Linked DNA regions of Mus musculus: regions 1 and 2 are each linked to region 3. Evidence: chromatin contacts called from public Hi-C data. All regions are on one chromosome and are shown on one strand. Each heading gives the region's core, a stretch centred on a gene start, on an enhancer-like site or on the middle of the called end of the contact. The rest is flanking DNA. Distances are from core to core; before and after follow the strand shown.

Region 1 (3,533 bases), core at 845-3,344, 3.3 Mb after region 3:
GAGAAAGGATGCGTTCTGCCTGATGAAGGCCTTCTTCTCGGGGTCCTGCTCACAGCGCAGGCTGTAGTCCACATGCTGCACAGCCACCAGGATGATTTCTACCAGGCTCTCCAGGAGCACCATGTGGAGCTCAGGGAAGTACAGTTTCAATGCCTCCTCCAGGAAGCCCATAGTCTGCTTGGTGAAGGCTACCACCGTGTAGCTCAAGTTCACCCAGCAGTCATCTCCCGTGTACTGCTCAAAGTTACTGACCCCGCAACTTTTCATCTCCTCCTTGAGCTTGCCCAGGGCCTCAGGAGTCATCAGGTTCATGCGGCGCCACATCTCCTCCGAGTTTCGGTGCTTGGTGGCTTCAATGATAATCTCCTTGTAACTGTGCAGGGCGCCCTGGATGTCCTTCACCAGCAGGGCGTGGATGATGAAGGTGAGGTCCAGCCCAATCTCTCCCAGCTGCTGGCAGTGCTCCTTGGCCACCTTCACACACTCAGCAGCGGTGGACAGGCTCTCCTTGCTGTCAAAAACCTGCTTGCTGAAAGCATCCACGAACATGCCCATGGCCGACCTTGCCCAGACCACAAAGGCAGAGTAGCAGCCACTGTCAGTGCCTGCAAAGTCCGTCTCAAACTCTCTCGCGGTCTCTAGGAGGCTGGTAAAGAAGACGTGGCACAGCTTGTGAATGTAGAGCAGCGTGGCGCCCTCAATCCTGAGCTGGCGGATGGCAGTGTGCACGGCTGCGGCCCTGTTCCTCAGAAACAGCTCGCAAGCCTTCGTGCACTGGCCCAGCCGGATCAGCTGAGACACGGCTCTCCGAGTAGCCTTGGGGCCGCCTCTCAGAGAGCGATCCGGGGAGAGCTCAAACACAAGCACCTCGGTGAGCTGTCGCACTCGTTCGTCCACTTTGGCCCTCAGCTCTTTCACAGGAGGTGGGCTGGGCTTATCTTCCAGGTAGTGATTTAATTTGTCCAGCAAGTCCACGGCACCCTCAAAGTCCCTCTGTGCAATACAAACATCCAAGTCTTCCGGCAGCTCTTGGATCCACTCCATGGAAAGGTCAACCTTTTCCTCCTCCGCCTCAGGGGTGGCCAGTTCTTCATCATCCTCGTCCTCAAACGGGTTGCTGCCCTTGGAAGTGACCGGTGGTGGCGCACGCGGGGCTGCTGCCTCCTCCTGCTCCCGCCTCCTCTTGTCGCTGAGGGCCCTCTTGGTTTCCTCCAGCACTTCCAGCCACTCGCGCTTGATCTTGGCATTTTCCGCCTGGAAGATTCGGCTCTCGGGGAACATGAGAAGCTTGAACATGTCTTTCATGGGCGGATTGTCTTTGACGTTGACCACCGCCAGGCGGTCCAGCGGGTAGAGTGCGTTGTAGCGGTACATGCCTCGCCGTTGTGGCAGCCAGGTGGCCACCAGCAGACAGTCGTTCATGAGGAAGCCGTGCACGCGCTGCAGCTGGGCCATGTGGTCCGCATCGTATTCCACCAGGTCCCCGTTGTACACCAGGTACTGACCTGGCGTCTCCAACAGGTCCCTGCAGCCCTCCACCTTCTCCAGCAGCGTGGTGAGCGTTCGCTGCTTGCCCTCCTCGCCCGTCCCGGAACCCTCTCGAGGGACGCCCGCCGGCCCGGGCAGGAAGCCCGCCTGGACCGCCCCGCGCTCCCGCGGCCCCGCGCCGGCCGTGTCCTCACCCGCAGAGGCGCCCGCGGCGGCGGCGGGCAGCAGTGCCAGCGGGATGCTCTCCAGGCTGCTCTTCTGCTCAGTCAGCAGGTGGCTCAGCTGGTACATTTCGCTCTCCAGGTAGGAGATCTCCCGCGCCGTCTCGATGAACTGCCGGTAGTTCTGGTAGACGTTGCGCTTCAGGTTCTGTGCCGTCTCCTCTGCCAGCGCCTGCACCCGCTGCCGGTGCTCCTGCAGGTCGCGGTCGCCGTCCGACTGCTGCGACAGTTGCTTCACGTACAGCCGCGCCTCGAAGCCCCCCGACTCCAGCTGCCTCCGCAGGCGGCTCGCCCCGCTGTCCGACATGGCTGCCACTCGTCTTGCTCCCGCGGCCCGCAGTGGCTGTTACTCGCCGCCTCCGGGCCCCACCCGAGCCCGGTGGAGAAGGCAGCGGAGGAAGCGGGGCGGGAGCAACACCCAAACGCCTGCGCCGGAGCCGAGCGCTGCATTGCGCCTGTGCCAGAGTCGAGCCGCTCGCACTGCGCCTGCGCCCGGGGCGGAGTGCGGACAATGCGCCTGCGCGGAAACGGCAGCGTCTTAAGGCGCGTGCGCGGACGAGCCAGCACGGAAGTCAGAGGAGGGTCCGGCACGGACCAGACTTGACGTGTGTCGCCGGACCTCAGCGGCTGTCAGGAGACAACCGGCTGCCTAAAGCCGTCCCCAGCCCGAGCCCAGCGTTCCTAAGCCTGTGCCCGCGGGGCAGCGCCGAGCCACCTTCGGTTAGGCGTTCGAGGCTAGCCCGCGCGCCCTGACAGCAGGGCCGGGAGGCCTCGCGAGATCCGTGCGCCGCACGAGCCCGACCGGCGTCTTGGGAGCGGCCGAGGTGGGAGTAGCGGGATGGACGAGGATCTGGTGGTCGCGTTGCGGCTGCAGGAGGAGTGGGACGTGCAGATGGCGCGGCGCGCGGCGGCGGCGCGGGAGCCCGTGTCGTTGGTGGACGCGTCCTGGGAGCTGGTGGACCCCACCCCAGACCTGCAGGCGCTCTTCCTGCAGTTTAACGATCGCTTCTTCTGGGGTCAGCTGGAGGCGGTGGAGGTGAAGTGGAGTGTGCGCATGACCCTGTGAGTGCGTCCGCGAACGGCTCGGAACGTCGGGAAGGGCCAGGCCGCTAAATTGTCGTTGGTGTCCCCGCCTCGCGGCGCAGGGAGAGGTCGCCGGGAAACGTGCCCACTCCCCAGTCCCGGGCCCAACGTCCCTCAGTGATGAACCAGCCGGATCCCTTATCAGAGTTTGAGAAATCCTATTCGAGATAGTAATCTGCCCCGCACATACACTGTCACATAGCAGCTTGAGGTAAAGCAGGCTAAGACGTAGTGTACTTCTAACCTCATACCAGCCCTGTGACTGTTTTGGGAGAAGTGCCCATGTATGCCTGTGCGGAGGGGAGAGGGTGACAGTGGGTGAGGGTTAGCAAGTGTTAACTCTCTGAAGCCAAGTGACCCACTCAGGAAAGCCATCCTCCCATCAGGGACGTTTTCTTGTGAAACAGTTCTTGCCCAAGAACTGTTAGGGATTTGCTGCCCACCCCCACCCCCTTTTTTGTGGGGAGAGGGGAGAGGGCCTCACTATGTATCTGTGGCTGTCCTGGAACATACTCTGTAGACCAGGCTGGCCTGGAACTCGGAGATCCTCCTGCATCTGCCTTCCACGTGCTGGGATTAAAGGCCTGCACCACCATGCCAGACTAAGGTTTGCTTTTTGTTCTGTCTCCTCTGTATTCGTTGACCCTAATCCATTGTTGTGACTGTTTTCCAGGTGTGCTGGGATCTGCACCTATGAAGGGAGAGGAGGCATGTGCTCCATCCGTCTCAGTGAGCCCCTGT
Region 2 (3,327 bases), core at 774-3,273, 3.3 Mb after region 3:
ACTTCCACTAGCTTGCTGCCGTTCTTTGGGGGAGAGAGGGAGACTGCAGTAGTGACAGGGACTTCTGAAGGGGCAGCGGGAGCAGACTGCAGTTCTTCTCTGAGCTTCTGGAAAAAGCTGGAAGCACTCTTCTTCTGGCCTCGTACAGGAGATCCAGGCAGGGGAAGCGGCTCTACTGCCACATCTTCTATAGTCTCTGAGTCTCTCTTCTTTGCTTTCTTCTTTCGGATCCTTTTCTGCTCTGTTTCACCTTCCGTCTCTCCTGTTCATTTCAACATTAAAAAAAAAATTAAAAATCATCTTAGTTTTAATTAATGCCAATACTGAAGGAATGCCACTTTGCATGGGGCCCAGACACAGGCATCCACTCATGTACACAAAGAAACGAAGTGCTTAGGGCCAGGTCTCATGACTTCATGATCTCCAGGACCCACACGGTGGAAGGAGAGAACTCACTCCTGTGGGAGGTGTTTTCTCACTGCATATGGCGGGGTTGACACACACCCGCACATACATAAATAAATAAAGTAACCGGAAACCACAAACACAGGCAACACTTTCAGAAATCAAAATCCTGCCTTCCTTCCCAGATAGCTGCATACACCTCTGACCCTTAGTAATACAATTACGCTAGTCCTCACACCCGGTGCCATCAACGTCATAGTTCCCAGGACCATGTTAAAAGCATTTGCCTCTATACTAGCATGTCTTTTTACCACACTGCAGGGTTACAGGTACATGTCCGGGTTCTTCTTGTTTTCCTTCGGTTTTGGATTTAAAGGGAATCCAGCTAAACTTTAATTGCTTTAATTTGAATACCTTTACTTTCTACTCTATTTCTCATCTTCAGTTTGTTTCTTCTGCTCAGACTCTCAACAGTGATCTGAAATTTCAATCAGGCGTCTAAGCCTCAGTACTGACCTACAGTATGGGCCCAGGAGCTTTCTGAATACTAGCTGTGTACTTGTGGCCAATGTAACTCTGCCAGTATAGATATAAAAATGAATAGGTAAAGTCCAGGTAGCTGGGAAGTAACTACCGTAATGAATTCCTGCATGTGTGAATATCAACTGTATCTAGGATTTTAAAAATTAGTCTTAAAACTTGTGAAAGTCAGCCAGGTGGTGGTGGTGGCGGCGGCGCACGACTTTAATCCCAGCACTTGGGAGACAGAGGCAGGCGGATTTCTGAGTTCGAGGCCAGCCTGGTCTACAGAGTGAGTTCCAGGACAGCCAGGGCTACACAGAGAAACCCTGTCTTGAAAAACCAAAAAGAAAAAAAAAAAAAAAACCCAAACAAACAAACTTGTGAAAGTCGGAGGCCAAGTGTTGTCGGTGGACACAAAGAACCTAACACAGCGCAGAATGTGACATCAGGCCCTAGACCTTGAGACTCGAGCTCTTAAGGAGGACCTTTATGAAGATGTGTGTACATATATGGGTTGCTCTGACAGTTAATGAGGGAAACACACAAAAATGCATGTACATGTACACCTGGTACGTTCTTCCAAGTTCTCAGCTTGCTTTTGCTTTTTAATCGTGTAAGTGAGCTTGGAATTTTGAGCAACCGCTCCAAAATAAAAACAATACAGCGTTTGTTACGTGTCTGGTTCTAAAAGTCAGGCAATCAACGTGAGCTCTTCTGCCTGCCAGTGCCTGTCCTTCTGCGAGTGGCCTGCCTTTAGTAACCATCTCTGATTTTATTTTCCTGCACAGTGAGAAGGAGAGCAAAAGGTCGGCCAACAAGTGGGGGAGAAGGTCCCGGAGAGGGTAGCGCTTGCGGACATGGCTCCAGGAGACCACGTGGGCCGTGGTCCCGCCGCCTCGGGATGCGTTTCACTGTCTTTGGCCGCCTCCTCCCAGGAGCTACGCTCACCCAGGTCGTAGAGGGTCCGCAGAACGGCGTCCAGGAGTGCCTCCGAACCAGGAGGCTCAACGGAGTCCGAATCGTGCTCCGCCGCCATGGGAATCAGCACGGAGACCCCCCCAGATCCCGCCCAGTGCCCACCACTTCCGCTTCCGGCGCGGCTTCTGCGCGTGCGTCACGGTCCCTGCGCGGCCTCGGGCCTGGTTAAGATGGCGGTGCCCGGGGTCCCGTGCAGTGGCCGTACGGAGTGCCACTGTCCTGGGCAGACGGGAGCCGCCCCGTGCGAAAGAACCGCCCCCAGCGGCTGCACTACAGCCGTGTAGCAGACCAGCCCAGGCCCCGCCAGGGACGGCAGCCGCGCCATGGACGTTCCTAGCTCCTCCAGCTCCCGATTCTCGGTCGGCTCGGCCAGCCCTAGCAGTGTGCTCCTCTATGCGGTAGGCGCCTGGGAGGACCAAGGCCCAGGGCAACGTCGCGGGAAGGACAGTCCCTCCCCGATCCCTATGTCCCCAGCCCACGACCCTTGCTTGTCTTAAAGAGCGGGTCCTAACCCAGTTGGGTACGTGGCTTGGTATCCACGGCAACCATGTGTCTGCGCCTCGGTTAACGCGTCTGCTTTTACAAGTTTGTATCGATGGCGGTCCCTCTGTCCCTTCTCCCCGTCAGGCCGGGAGCCCCCGCACACAACATGAGGGGAGCATTAGAGTTCTGCCTGTTGAGTAGTAATCTTAGTCCTGACCTAGCCCGAGAAGACTTTTGGGTCTCCACCTCCCGCCTTCTCCCCAGCCCTCTACCTTAAGTATTCCTGAGAGAGAAAAATATTCGGCTACAATATGCGCGTAGAGTTTTTTTTTTTAACTCTTACTTGGAACCTCAGGAAATTACTGTCTTCTATTCGTTATGTTTGCACAAGTTTCTGAGTAGGATACCCATTGCCACTGTTTTCTGTCCAACTTACCTTCTACACTACCCCCTTCCGCCCCCCACTTCCTTCCTCTTCTAGTTTTAACTGGTGGTTTGCCCCGTTTGGTTTCCAACAGAGTGTTGGTCACTTACAATATTCACGAGCAATTATCAAGGTGGAGACTTCGTGTGCTTTCACTCCGTGGGTTTGCACAATTACGGGTGGGGTGGGGTGAGAATTTGCTTATTTTTATGTGTATGAGTGTACCTGCATGTGTGTATGTGCACCACGAGGTGTCTGGTGCATCAGAGGCCAGCTCTGGGAATTGAGTTACAGATTGTGAGCTGCCCCAATGTGGTTGCTGAAGGAATGACCCTTAACCCTTGTGCCATCTCTCCATCCTCGGGGGAGAGTTAAAAAAAATCTTAATTAATTATTTTTGAAACAAGATTTTCTTGGTTTGTTCTCTGGCTTTGGCACTAGCTGTGAAGCCCCAGGCTTTCTGGATCTTGCATTCCTCATGCCCTCACCTCCAGAGAGCTAGGATTATAGTCTAC
Region 3 (3,397 bases), core at 403-2,902:
TGAACACCAGTCAAAGAAAGCCTTGCTGCACAGACCAACAACCTGAGCTCCATGCCCTGAACCCAGAGAGGAGAGGTCCTCAACCTGTGCGGTGAGAACCTGAGGACCCATTAGCGGTTCACCTAAGACCACTGGCAAACACAGACGTTTACATTACAGTTCTTAACAGCAGCAAAATTACAGTTATGAAGTAGCGACAAAATAACTGTATGGCTGGGGGTCACCACAGCATGAGGTGTATTAAAGGGTTGTGGCAATAGGAAGGTTGAGGACCACTGCCAGAGAAGAAACAGATGTCCTCTAACCTCCAAAGACATGCATGCCCCTCTCTCTCTCTCTCTCTCTCTCTCTCTCTCTCTCACACACACACACAATAACAATAAACAGAGTAACAGAGTAATTTGTAAAAAAGAAAGAACAGTGCTCAGACAGAAGCTGAAAACAAACATCACCCATCCTGTGCGACTAAAGGTTACTACTGAGGATCTTATACAAGAAAACAAGACAAAAGACAAACAGGACGTTACATTGGGCCAACAGACATACCAGTCATGTTCAGGACTGAAGGCTTTGCATACTTATTATAAAAGCCCCTACCCAAGTCACAATCCCACTCAGACGTGGGGTAAGATTACCCCAACTTCCCACAGTGCGAAGGTAAGGGGAGACAAGCCAGAACCCTGATGTCAACCGTGAAATTACACAAGAACCCTGCAGCAGGGAGGACCTGGGGAAACCGCTTCCTCACACAGCCTGCCATCCCACAATCCCACTTGGAGAAGTGCAGGCTCACGAAGATGAACCACCCCAGAGGTTTTCACAAGATAGATGTAAATCCCCTGCATTTCTACAAAATGCACAAAGCAGTCTCCGGCGTGCTGTGGCCAGAAGACAGAAAAGGCTGAAGCCCACACACAGTCAGAGCACTAGCCTGTGTGACATGCAGGCAGTGGAATCCCTGATGTTCCCTTCACGGAACAGCAAGCCTCCAGGACACACACACACACACACACACACACACCAACAAGCCATTCAGGCTGAGTACCGTGATGTATGTACACGGACGTAAGGCCTTCAAATGGGACTGTGGCCGCTTTGCGTCCTCATTATTCCTGCACCGGGAGGGTGGGCTGTAGGTTTGGTTTAGGGGGACGGGGTCTGACATTTTTAAAAACAGGATCTCACTCTGCAGCCCTGGCCTGCTAGCTGTCTGGTTTTCTCACTCTGCAGCAGGCCTGGTTTGGAACTCCACACCATGCTCCTGCCTCGGCCAAGTGTCCGTACTAGGGGATGCACCCGCTCACCCTCGCGGCAGCGCCGTCTCCAGATGGTGTCCGTGTGCAAGATTCGGCGGAACCTGCTGCAGACCTGAGCCAGGCTGGGCAGGTCGGTGCCGGGCAGCGACGCGAAGATCTCCACGAGCAGCTCAGGCGGGAGCTCCAGCAGAGAGCAACGCGCCGGCCCCGCCTCGATGCGCTCCTCCTCGGGGTCCGTGTCCGCCTCACTGTCCGCCGCCGCAGTCTCGGCCGGGCCGCGGCGCTGCTGGCGGCGGCGGCACCCACGCGCGGGGCCCACGCCGCAGAGCCGAGCACACACCGCCATGCCCGTCACCACCGCGGAGGCGCGCACGCGGACGCGCACGCACAGCGCTCTGCGCAGGCGGCCAGGCAGCCGTAGTCCCGCTTGCAGGCTCCTCAAGCTCCACCCCAAGCGTGACCACGCCCTCCGACCCCAACCCCTCACACGCCCCCATGAAGACTCGCCCCGCCCCTAGACGCTCCCACCCTTCCAAGCCCCACCCAGACGCTTCGCCCCGCCCCTTGAGCAGTAGGCCCCGCCCTACGTGTTAGGTCCACGCCCTTGTATGGAGCCACACCCTATTTCCAGGCTCCGCCCCCAAAACGTTTGGCTAGAAACTTAGGACGCCCAGCTGCTCACTAAAAGAGGGTCGCCGGGTTCAGCTCCGGAAAGCCCCGCTCCTAGCATGACCACACCCCTCCCACAAGTCCCACCTCTGACCCCGTTTACAGGGTAGAACGAAGGGGTTTTACCTTAAGCAAGAAAACAATGCAGGATGCCCCGTGTGAGGATCGAACTCACGACCTTCAGATTATGAGACTGACGCGCTACCTACTGCGCTAACGAGGCTCCTTAGCAGCAAGCTCGCTGCCAGGGCCTTTGCACAGGTGGTGGCCTCGCCATGAACAAAATCTGGCAAGGGAAACCATAAACCAAAGCTACCGTCGCCTAGCAACACTACATCTAAACTAACTTGCCAAGATTACCTTGGTTGCAAAAGGAAAGGTCTGGTGCTCAGTGAGGTGGGAGTTCCTGGTGTCCCCAAACCTGCTCTCCAGCTCACATTGCCCCGCGCAGCACAAGGCGTCTAGAAACTTCCCTCTCAGGAAAAGAGTAGTCTGGGGTATCCTCCGCAGCTCTGCCCTTAATGACCCTATATAACAATATCGCCTATTTTTTATTATTAAAATTAACCGTTTGCGTGGCGGTCTCTCATCCCAACTTGGGGCTAGGGGATCAAGGCAGGAGGATCAGAATTACAAGGTCACTCTTGGCTACTTAGTGACTTTACGGCCAGCCTGGGCTACGTGAGACCCTGTGCCTCCTAGCAGTCCGCTCAGTAAATTATCCCAACAAGCAAACAGATATTACCTAATGCATTCGTTGATTGATTAACAATAGCATTAAGCAAAGGCTCCACTTGGTGGCCTGTAATCCTAGACCTTAGGGAGATGAGTCAGGAGGGTGGGGACTTTTCAGGACAACCTGAGCTATGCGGCAAGATTTCATGTAAAAAACAAAACAAAACAAAACAAAAAAGACTTAAATTACCTGATAATATTAACATCGTGTAAAAGTGTAGCTGAGCACACGCTGCCTCTTGTCCCCGTGTGTTAATGCCCACGGGGGAGGGTAAGCTCTTTGTGGGCATGTGGCTGAGACCCTAGACTGTCTGCTCCAAGATGAACCCTTCTGGTCTATCATTCATGGGCTGTCAATCAGCCTTCACTGAACAACTGTGAGAGGGGTGTGTGTGTGTGTGTGTGTGTGTGTGTGTGTGTAGATGCTGTAAACAAAATGCTGGCGAGTTCCGCATTGCTCATTCACTGTAAGCTATTCCCTGACCTCCTGGCCTCTCTGACTGCCCAGGTCACATTTCTCACATTCTAGCCCTGGCTTCTGTCTCACCTCCATTTGGTCCATCACCTCACTGGATTGGGGACGGGAGGGAGCGGGAGTGTGCCCTGAAGAACACAGTTCCCAATCTGTGGGGACCTCACACCCTTCTCCCCAGCTTCAAAACCACTCCTTCTAAGAAGCGTCCCATGTTGTCCCTCCGGGGACTATGCCAGAGCAAAGGTTATGGCTTATTATAAAC

What was found. Hi-C and Micro-C count contacts between places; a contact is called where the count stands out from the background.
Region 1: a contact with region 3 is called in a Hi-C map of CD4 T cells, with 2.9 times the contacts expected there. The contact joins the promoter of Exoc8 here to the promoter of Fbxo31 in region 3.
Region 2: a Hi-C map of CD8 T cells shows a contact between it and region 3, with 4 times the contacts expected there. The contact joins the promoter of Gnpat here to the promoter of Fbxo31 in region 3.

The regions. Positions count from the first base shown.
Region 1 is chr8:124,895,611-124,899,143 of GRCm38.p6, forward strand. It overlaps Exoc8 (exocyst complex component 8), which reads right to left and starts at 2,095. Exons shown (of 1, transcript NM_198103.2): 1 at 1-2,095. The coding sequence starts at 2,016. Sprtn (SprT-like N-terminal domain) reads left to right here and starts at 2,284. Exons shown (of 5, transcript NM_001111141.2): 1 at 2,284-2,771; 2 at 3,466-3,533. The coding sequence starts at 2,548.
Region 2 is chr8:124,861,010-124,864,336 of GRCm38.p6, forward strand. It overlaps Gnpat (glyceronephosphate O-acyltransferase), which reads left to right and starts at 2,024. Exons shown (of 16, transcript NM_010322.3): 1 at 2,024-2,303. The coding sequence starts at 2,229. 2810004N23Rik (RIKEN cDNA 2810004N23 gene) reads right to left here and starts at 2,020. Exons shown (of 7, transcript NM_025615.2): 1 at 1,876-2,020; 2 at 1-262. The coding sequence starts at 1,963.
Region 3 is chr8:121,577,154-121,580,550 of GRCm38.p6, forward strand. It overlaps Fbxo31 (F-box protein 31), which reads right to left and starts at 1,653. Exons shown (of 9, transcript NM_133765.4): 1 at 1,305-1,653. The coding sequence starts at 1,602. It overlaps n-TMcat17 (a tRNA gene), which reads right to left and starts at 2,148; the gene lies at 2,076-2,148.